2 separate regions of the Xenopus tropicalis genome follow, and region 1 is linked to region 2. Evidence: chromatin contacts called from public Hi-C data. All regions are on one chromosome and are shown on one strand. Each heading gives the region's core, a stretch centred on a gene start, on an enhancer-like site or on the middle of the called end of the contact. The rest is flanking DNA. Distances are from core to core; before and after follow the strand shown. Region 1 holds the start of znf238.2 (zinc finger and BTB domain-containing protein 42). Region 2 overlaps akt1 (RAC-alpha serine/threonine-protein kinase).

Region 1 (3,784 bases), core at 542-3,041, 74 kb after region 2:
ACCCCCTAAAAATTGTTTTTCTGGTAGTTAAGCCACCAAACATTTTTCTAGGTTGTAGTTGCTACTAATTAGCTCGGTGTGCCTTAGCCCAAAGTTTTTCTTTTGAACAGGTTTTTGGAACATGTTGGTGCTATGTGCATTATTCAAATTCAAATACAACCTCAAGAGAAAATATTAAAATATATATTTTAATATTTAAGGTAATGCAGTGTCTACAATAGGTAGCAGTTGACTCACAAAGCAGAGGGAAAAAAACACAGAATCTGGGAGCATGTGAATGTCTTTCCACACAATACAGCGGTTCTTGGAAAGAAAGAAATTACCTTGGCTTGTTGTGGAATCAGGAAAAAGTACAAAGGGAGCTTATCCTGGATTTCCCTGCTGTTTATTTAATTTACTTTTATCCACAGACAAGTTAGCCTTCTTTTATGACTGTCACATGATCTTGAACAAGCCACATGTGAGGGATTTACAGAGCCTGGTCCTTGGGTGGAAAAAGCTAGGCACAGCATTGCAGCCTCATTCACTCTCTTGGCAACTCATATAAACACGTTTTAATACAAATCGCCTCATAAAATGCCATATATCTAACTGCAAACAAGGTGAATTAAATGAATTCATTATATATCATTACTATGTATAGATGCAGCACAGCATCATCAGAACTAAATAATACATTTTAATTAACAAAAAAAAACAAAAAAACTAATATTTGAGAATTTTGTGATCTATTCCCAATGAGTGCTCTGCTGCAATGTATACCATTGTTAACTTGTACCAGGGCATCTTGTAAGTGTTTGTTGGAGTGCTCATCTGTGTGTGCTTATCTACCAATAAAAAATGTTTGGATTTTTTTCACAAAACCCTGAGTGCTGGTATAATCTTTGGTCCGTTTGTTGCAGAACCACAACTCGACACCCAGGTATTATCCCATTTGGTGTGTGCCCTTTAGATTAAAGACTGTAGCAGTTATTGAGTACAGAGAAGAACAGGCTGTCCTTAGGTGACAGTTGTGCTCTTAGACTGTGTAATTTTAATGACCGAGGCCACCAAGGGAGGTCACATAACAATATCCAAGTTGTGAGAAAGCCTGTGGCAGCTGCAGGGTCCCTTGGGAAGCACAGCTGTTAAGCAGGGTCACTTCATGAAAAAGGTGACTGACAGCTGGTTCCTAAGATTTTCTGAAGCAGCTGAGGTCTACCCTCTTTTACGAGCAGCCCTCAATGGGATTTCTCTCTAAAAAATGCTATAATCCCTCACATATAGCACACATATAACACTTGTACCGTGTTTGATCATGTCATTTTTTCAGAATATCAGAGGAAACAATGTCAATATTACACTGATTGGCTAGCACAAGGGCTAGGAGTAAATGGAACTGGTGAATCCGTTAAAATAATAGCAGACATGCATGTGAAGCAAGTAATAGGCAATCACTAGGCAAAAAGTGCAGCTTACCTAATTATTGTATTTTATGACTTTTTAGACAAATCTCTGCTAACCTTTTAAATTGTGTCTATATCTATTTCTACATTTACTATATGTGTTCTGAGGGGGCACTCGTCTTTACATGCATATTATGTATATATAACCATCTATATATATTTCTAAGGCCTAATATAAGTAGAGTATTTGGGCCAAGACAATCAGTTAGCCCCCAGGCTGCCCTCTAAAAATAGTGTGTGCAGCTGTACATCTGTTTGACTGCACAATGTCAATAGAAATCTGGCCAGGAGTCCCATTTTAGGAAGAGCAGTGGCCAGTGCTTGCTGAGCGGCGCATTCTAACAGGAGCAGCCTGTTTATGTGAGAAGGGCACAGCTGCAGCAGTCGCCTCTCCCATTGGTTCCCAGCAGCGGTGCTAACACTTCCCATTGCTGCCTGGAGAGGGGAGGAGGGGTGCAGGGGACTGTGGCCAGTGCCAGGCGCTGCGCACAGACACCAGCGAGACGCGCACACACGCATCTCTCTCTCACACACACTCACACAACCTGAGCCCTGGGAAAGGGGAGACACAGCCCTGGAGCAATTTGCAACTATTGTGTCCTGGACTATCGCGAGAGCGTCCTCTTACCAACCTGCTCCCAACAAACAGAGCGCTGCTAGGCTGCAACTAACACAGCCACACACTGGGGGAGGCAGCGCTGCAGTCGCGGTGACACCGGCAGCAGCAACAACATCTGGGGAGATCCATGAAGCCGCAGGATTCCCACAAACTCTGGGCACTGAAGCAGCCAGCAGCTCCCGGGGCCCCCAGCGCAGCCTGTGAGTATGCCATTCTCTGTCCGCCCTGCCAGTAGGGTTAGTGGGCGTTTAGGTGGGTTCTGTGCTCGGGCTGGCACAAGTTTCTTCTGCCCACGACCACCCTCTATATTACTGAGAGTGGGGCGCCCTGAGTCGTGTATGGGATCCCTCACCCTGCTCTCCCTGCGAGTTTTTATCCGCACACAGGAGTTTGGGAGCCGGGTGAAGAGATCGCCGGCTTAAGTTAAGCTACACTGGGAATTCGTAGGTCAGAACTAGCAGTGAAGCAATAGAAATCGAAGAGAAAGTGCTGCCGGTTGCAGATATAATTATAATCATCGCAGCTGCACTTCCTTAAACTCCGCGCAACCTGCTCTGCCTGGAACCTGCAGGCCGGGAACTCGCAGCAAAGGTCACACCGGCGGCACTGGATCGCGACTCCCCCCGTCTTACTGGCTCCCGGGGACAAACGGGTCGTACCGATATAGCTTACCGGCAAGGAGATAGGATTTTTTCCATAGTAAAAGTCACAGGGTTAATATACTCACAGAGAAAAGAAACCGGAATGGCAACCCTGCCTGACCCTGCTAAAATCCTGGGGAATGTATTGATCTTTAAATTGTCTGCAAGACAGAAGCCAGTGGAGCTAAGTACATAGATTAGACTAGTGATGACCGACCCCCGTCCCCCAGCTGTTGAACTACAACTGCTGAAAACCTAGATATATTTTATACATGGCATGTGTTGTCATGGGACAAGTGCCTGTTGTAGTTGATCAAAAGAGCTGCAGTTTGGCCCATGCTTATAATTTTTAGATTTTTGCAGGGGCTTTAGGGAGTTCTAGTGCAACAACAGCTGGGGGACAGCAGGTTGGCCCTCCCTAAATCAGACAGACTGCTATGTATATATATTTATATAGCTGACACACACCTTTTGTCTGATGACTGTTGCAAACCAGAGGTTATCTGCAGCTGCTGTTATTTGCTAACACAACTAAATTGTAGAAAAAAAAAAGTTGCAGGTATCCAGTCCCTAAGATATGTGGAAAAGCTGAATATTGTTCCACACTGCCCTCCTGGAGGGCAACACATTTAGCGCCTCTCACCTAAGGGTGCTGCTGTGTGCACCTGTACCTGCTCTGGAGTTCCTAAACTTAGTTGGGGCACAGTGCCCTTTCCAACCCCGAGCAGCACTTGCACCTATGTAATAGATGACTATAAATGGGGCTGTTGGAACTTTAAAAGGCAGCAAGCGGCGTGGTTGGCTGGTAGCTAGATTTGGAGTAACATATGGCATTAAAAGGAGCACAGCTGGAGGTAGCATTTCCATCGCAGTGAAGTCAGAGCAGCTGACTCTCCAGCTTGCAGTGTAATTAGCAAACTGAGCACTCCTCCCTGCCTCCTCCTCCTCCTCTCTCCCATACACTCTCACACTGACACACTCTGCTGCTACTGCCACCACCACCGCTGCTGCTGCTGCTCTCTCACTGTCTGCTGGAGACCTTGTAATACCACAAGCTCTCAGGCAATGATTTAGAAGAA
Region 2 (3,806 bases), core at 569-3,068:
CATGCAGCAGATATACCAAACAAGTGCAAGTTTTTTTTGCCTGTATTGCAAATCTAGATAAACAAAGGAAAGTTCCTTATCCACAAATCTATCAATACTGAATATGATGATTCTAGAACAGTGATCCCCAACCAGTGACTTATGAGCATCATGTTGCTCACCGCCCCCTTTGATGTTGCTCCCAGTGGCCTAAAAGGTGGTGCCCATTACTGAATTTCTGGCTTGAAGGCAAGTTTTGGAGGCATAAATACCACGTGTACTGCTAAACAGAGCCTCTAGTAGTCTGCCAGTCCACATAGGGCTACTAATTAACAATCTGAGTCCTTATTGTCACCTACTAGGAAGGTGTTTGTGCTTGTGTTGCTCCCCAGCTTTTTTTTCATTGAAATGTTGCTCACAGGTAAAAAACGTTGGGGATTCCTGTTCTACAATATCACAATAGGGCTTATTTATAAATGATGTGCAGTGCAGAATGAGTCACACTGTGCACAAACTTGCCCTGCACATGTTTATATTTATAAAGCTATCCAAGACGGATATAGTTAATGTGCAAACATAACTGCAAATTTTTTATTAAGCTGTGATTGACCTTAACCGCTTTTAAACATGGCATAATCCCAAATTGTGATTATTTATGTGTACTCTCTGCATTCAAGTTATGCCACAACTTTGGTGGTGGAAAAAAATATTTGCTAAACAGTTTTCCAGTTCTCCCCTTCCCTAGAATATTGTTTTTTTTCACTGGCAGACATGCTTGGTCCCAGACCATTACTGAAGCATTCACTTTATATTCCTAACTAACAAATGGGGTGAGGGCATGGATCCATAGAATCCTAGTATGGCTGCTGTTTAGCAAACAACTACCCAGCTGCTTATTGGAGAGCAATGGGCTGGAGGTGACAGATTTCCCAACCCCCGTGGACCAAAAGTTCTGGAACAGCTGGGGGGCCGCATGCTTCACACCACTGAGATGCTAACAGACACAATTTTATGCAGGTGGTGGTTTGAGTATTACAGATTGAATGCTACTTGCTTCTGTTGCTTGGATTAATAAGAATCTAAAGATTTTCAAATAAATGTATTTAAATAGGTTTGCCATTCTAACGTGCCCCATCAATGAAAGTCATATCCAGAGATAAATAACACACTTTGGGCTTTGCAACATCTGATCCTTAAAAGCATAGCAAATGTAAGACTTTGAGCAGATGTCCAATGTATTATTTTTGCCGTTGTCATTTTTCACAGTGACATATGGAGAACTTTTTCATTTACATTTTGCAATGCAAGTACTTTGCACAACTATAGGCAATTTGCTAATCTGAGGAACAGATTTAATAGCCAAGCAACAATATTCTGCTGTGAGAGAAATGAATCACTACAGAAAAAAACCCAAACCCTATCATAATAGTAACAATGTTCCTTCTATGGATGATTACTCTTAATTAAAAAAAAAATGTTTCCATAGCCCATGGATTTCTCACCCCAATGTCACTGAGCAGCTCATGAATTTCAGTGGCCTCTAAAAGAGGAAATATTAGGTAACATACAGAAAGATTTGTTTGAAGAAAACATATACTAAAGAACATAGGAACAAAAAAACAAAAAAAAACTATTCTACATGAACTAATAAACCACATGCTTTGCTCGCCCCTTTAAAGAAACATTATTCATCGTGACATTGTAAGTAAGGCTTACAGATATAACTGAAGTACAGGACCAAACCTAGCAGTGGGCATCTCGTGGTAGACTGGCGGGGGGGATTTCATATCATCACTTAAGATCCCTATTCATTAAGGGAAGAAAATACCCTAAAGGCTTTGAGGAGAAAGGGCCTCACAATGAGCACGACGGAGATTACAGAGATGAAAACCTCCCAGAACAAGGCAGTCTTTGTTAGACTTGATCCTTTTTTCTAACGTCAGTTATCTTTCGGGATCCTTCCTGTTAGAGTATCACATTTACACAGTTTAGGTCTCCACTTTTCTGCCCGTTACAGTTTTCAGATTACGCTGCAAATAAATTCACACACAAAATAGATCCAAGCAAAACTGCCCTACAAATGGCACCAGCACCTTAGCAAAAAGTTTTCATGCTGCATCAGAAAGAAGAAGGTGAATTTACTAAAGTTTGTTGAAATGACAAACACACTTGCTGTGTTTGTTGTGGATGTGTATTGCATCTCAACAAGGGCAGATTCCCTTCTGCACACCAGAGGCAGAAACTATTTGCAGTACACAAAAACACACCCTTTTATGATTTGAGTATCACGTGGAAAGCTAAACGAATATATGTTTTTCGAGGGTACAGGGCTTGAGAGACGCTGCTGCCCTCTTGGCACACTAAAAAGTTAATCCTACCGAGAATTTAACAAGAATGCACCCCCCCCCCCCCAAACCAACAATGCCTTCGACAATCAGGAGCTGTCTGGCCCTGACAGAGTGCCTTACACAAAAAACAGCTGCCACTCTCTGGGAAGCGCACTGGGTAAGTGAAGTATAACGAGCAGCAAGCTCCTGCAGAACAAAAGAATATCCATCTTTATTTACCAACTGCTACTTGCTTGTTACAGCAGCACACTATTAGCGAACCCCCGCCACACCCTCGCAGTCTGACACTGTTGGAGGGCACTTTGCATGTTCAAAAACACCCAGGCTGATCTGAGAAATGGCACTAAAAACATAAACAGTGATTATACTGTATATGTACAGCAGCCATAAAGCAGCGAGTGTGGAACTTTTCCTCAGTTCATTAGGGAGATAGAAGGGCACTTTCAGTGCTTTCCTATTCTACGGGACAGTTCTGATCACAAAGCTGACTTCACTGAAGTTTTTGCAGATTATGCAGATACAATTTAGGCAGCCCTGTACACATGTATTGTTCCTTAGTGTCTGCCCCAGTGAAGCTTACAGTCTAAGGGCTCTGGTACACGGGGAGATTAGTCGCCCGCGGCAAAACTCCCTGCTCGCGGGCGACTAATCTCCCCGAGTTGCCTTCCCTCTGCCATCCCACCGGCGAACATGTAAGTCGCCGGCGGGATGGCAGACGCGGCGGCGCGATTTCGCGCAAATCGCCGAAAAAGACTCGCGAGTCTTTTTCGGCGATTTCCCGAAATCGCGCCGCCGCGTCTGCCATCCCGCCGGCGACTTACATGTTCGCCGGTGGGATGGCAGAGGGAAGGCAACTCGGGGAGATTAGTCGCCCGCGAGCAGGGAGTTTTGCCGCGGGCGACTAATCTCCCCGTGTACCAGAGCCCTAAAGGTGGCCATACAAATTAAGATCCGCTCACCTGGCAAGGTCGCCAAGCAAGCGGACCTTCTTCCGATATCCCCCACCTATGGGTGGGCGATATCGGGCAAATTCAGGCTAATTCGGTCGTTTGTCCCTGGGGCCAAACCATCGCATTAGAACACCTGTAATAGGCGCAATCGGTTTGGGGACTGCATCAACAAGCCAATGTGGTCCCTGATCCGATTAAATTTTTTAACCTGCCCGATTGATATCTGCCCGATTGATATCTGCCCGATTGATATCTGCCCGATTTCAGGCCAGATGTCGGTTGGGCAGACCTGACATTTGTGCCCCTACATGAGTCTATAAGCTGCCAAATCGGTCTAAGGGACCGATATCAGCAGCTACAATCGGCCCGTGTATGGCCACCTTAAGGTGCCTATCACATTCACACAACACACCAGGGTTCAGGAGCCAATTAACCTGCCTGTAGGCCACATTCAATTACAAAAAGAGTTGGGGAGTAAAACAAACATGAAAAAGTTCCTGAGGGTGCAAAATAAGGGCTGTAATTGGAT

The links. A called contact is a pair of places that touch in the nucleus more often than the background predicts.
Region 1: a contact with region 2 is called in a Hi-C map of neurula embryo, with 2.1 times the contacts expected there. The contact joins the promoter of znf238.2 here to the enhancer-like site in region 2. A contact is called at or near these places in 4 of 5 Hi-C or Micro-C datasets (brain, gastrula embryo, neurula embryo and 1 more).

What each region holds. Positions count from the first base shown.
Region 1 is chr8:99,774,000-99,777,783 of UCB_Xtro_10.0, forward strand. znf238.2 (zinc finger and BTB domain-containing protein 42) reads left to right here and starts at 1,792. Exons shown (of 2, transcript XM_002940716.5): 1 at 1,792-2,264. The coding sequence starts at 2,192.
Region 2 is chr8:99,700,238-99,704,043 of UCB_Xtro_10.0, forward strand. The region is part of intron 2 of akt1 (RAC-alpha serine/threonine-protein kinase); the gene reads right to left. Among named protein-coding and RNA genes, the nearest start is that of akt1, 50 kb to the right of the region's middle. Within about 2 kb of position 1,819, at least 4 of the 11 cell types and tissues checked have an H3K27ac peak or open chromatin away from gene starts, as enhancers often do. A contact at or near this core is called in neurula embryo, where this site is marked.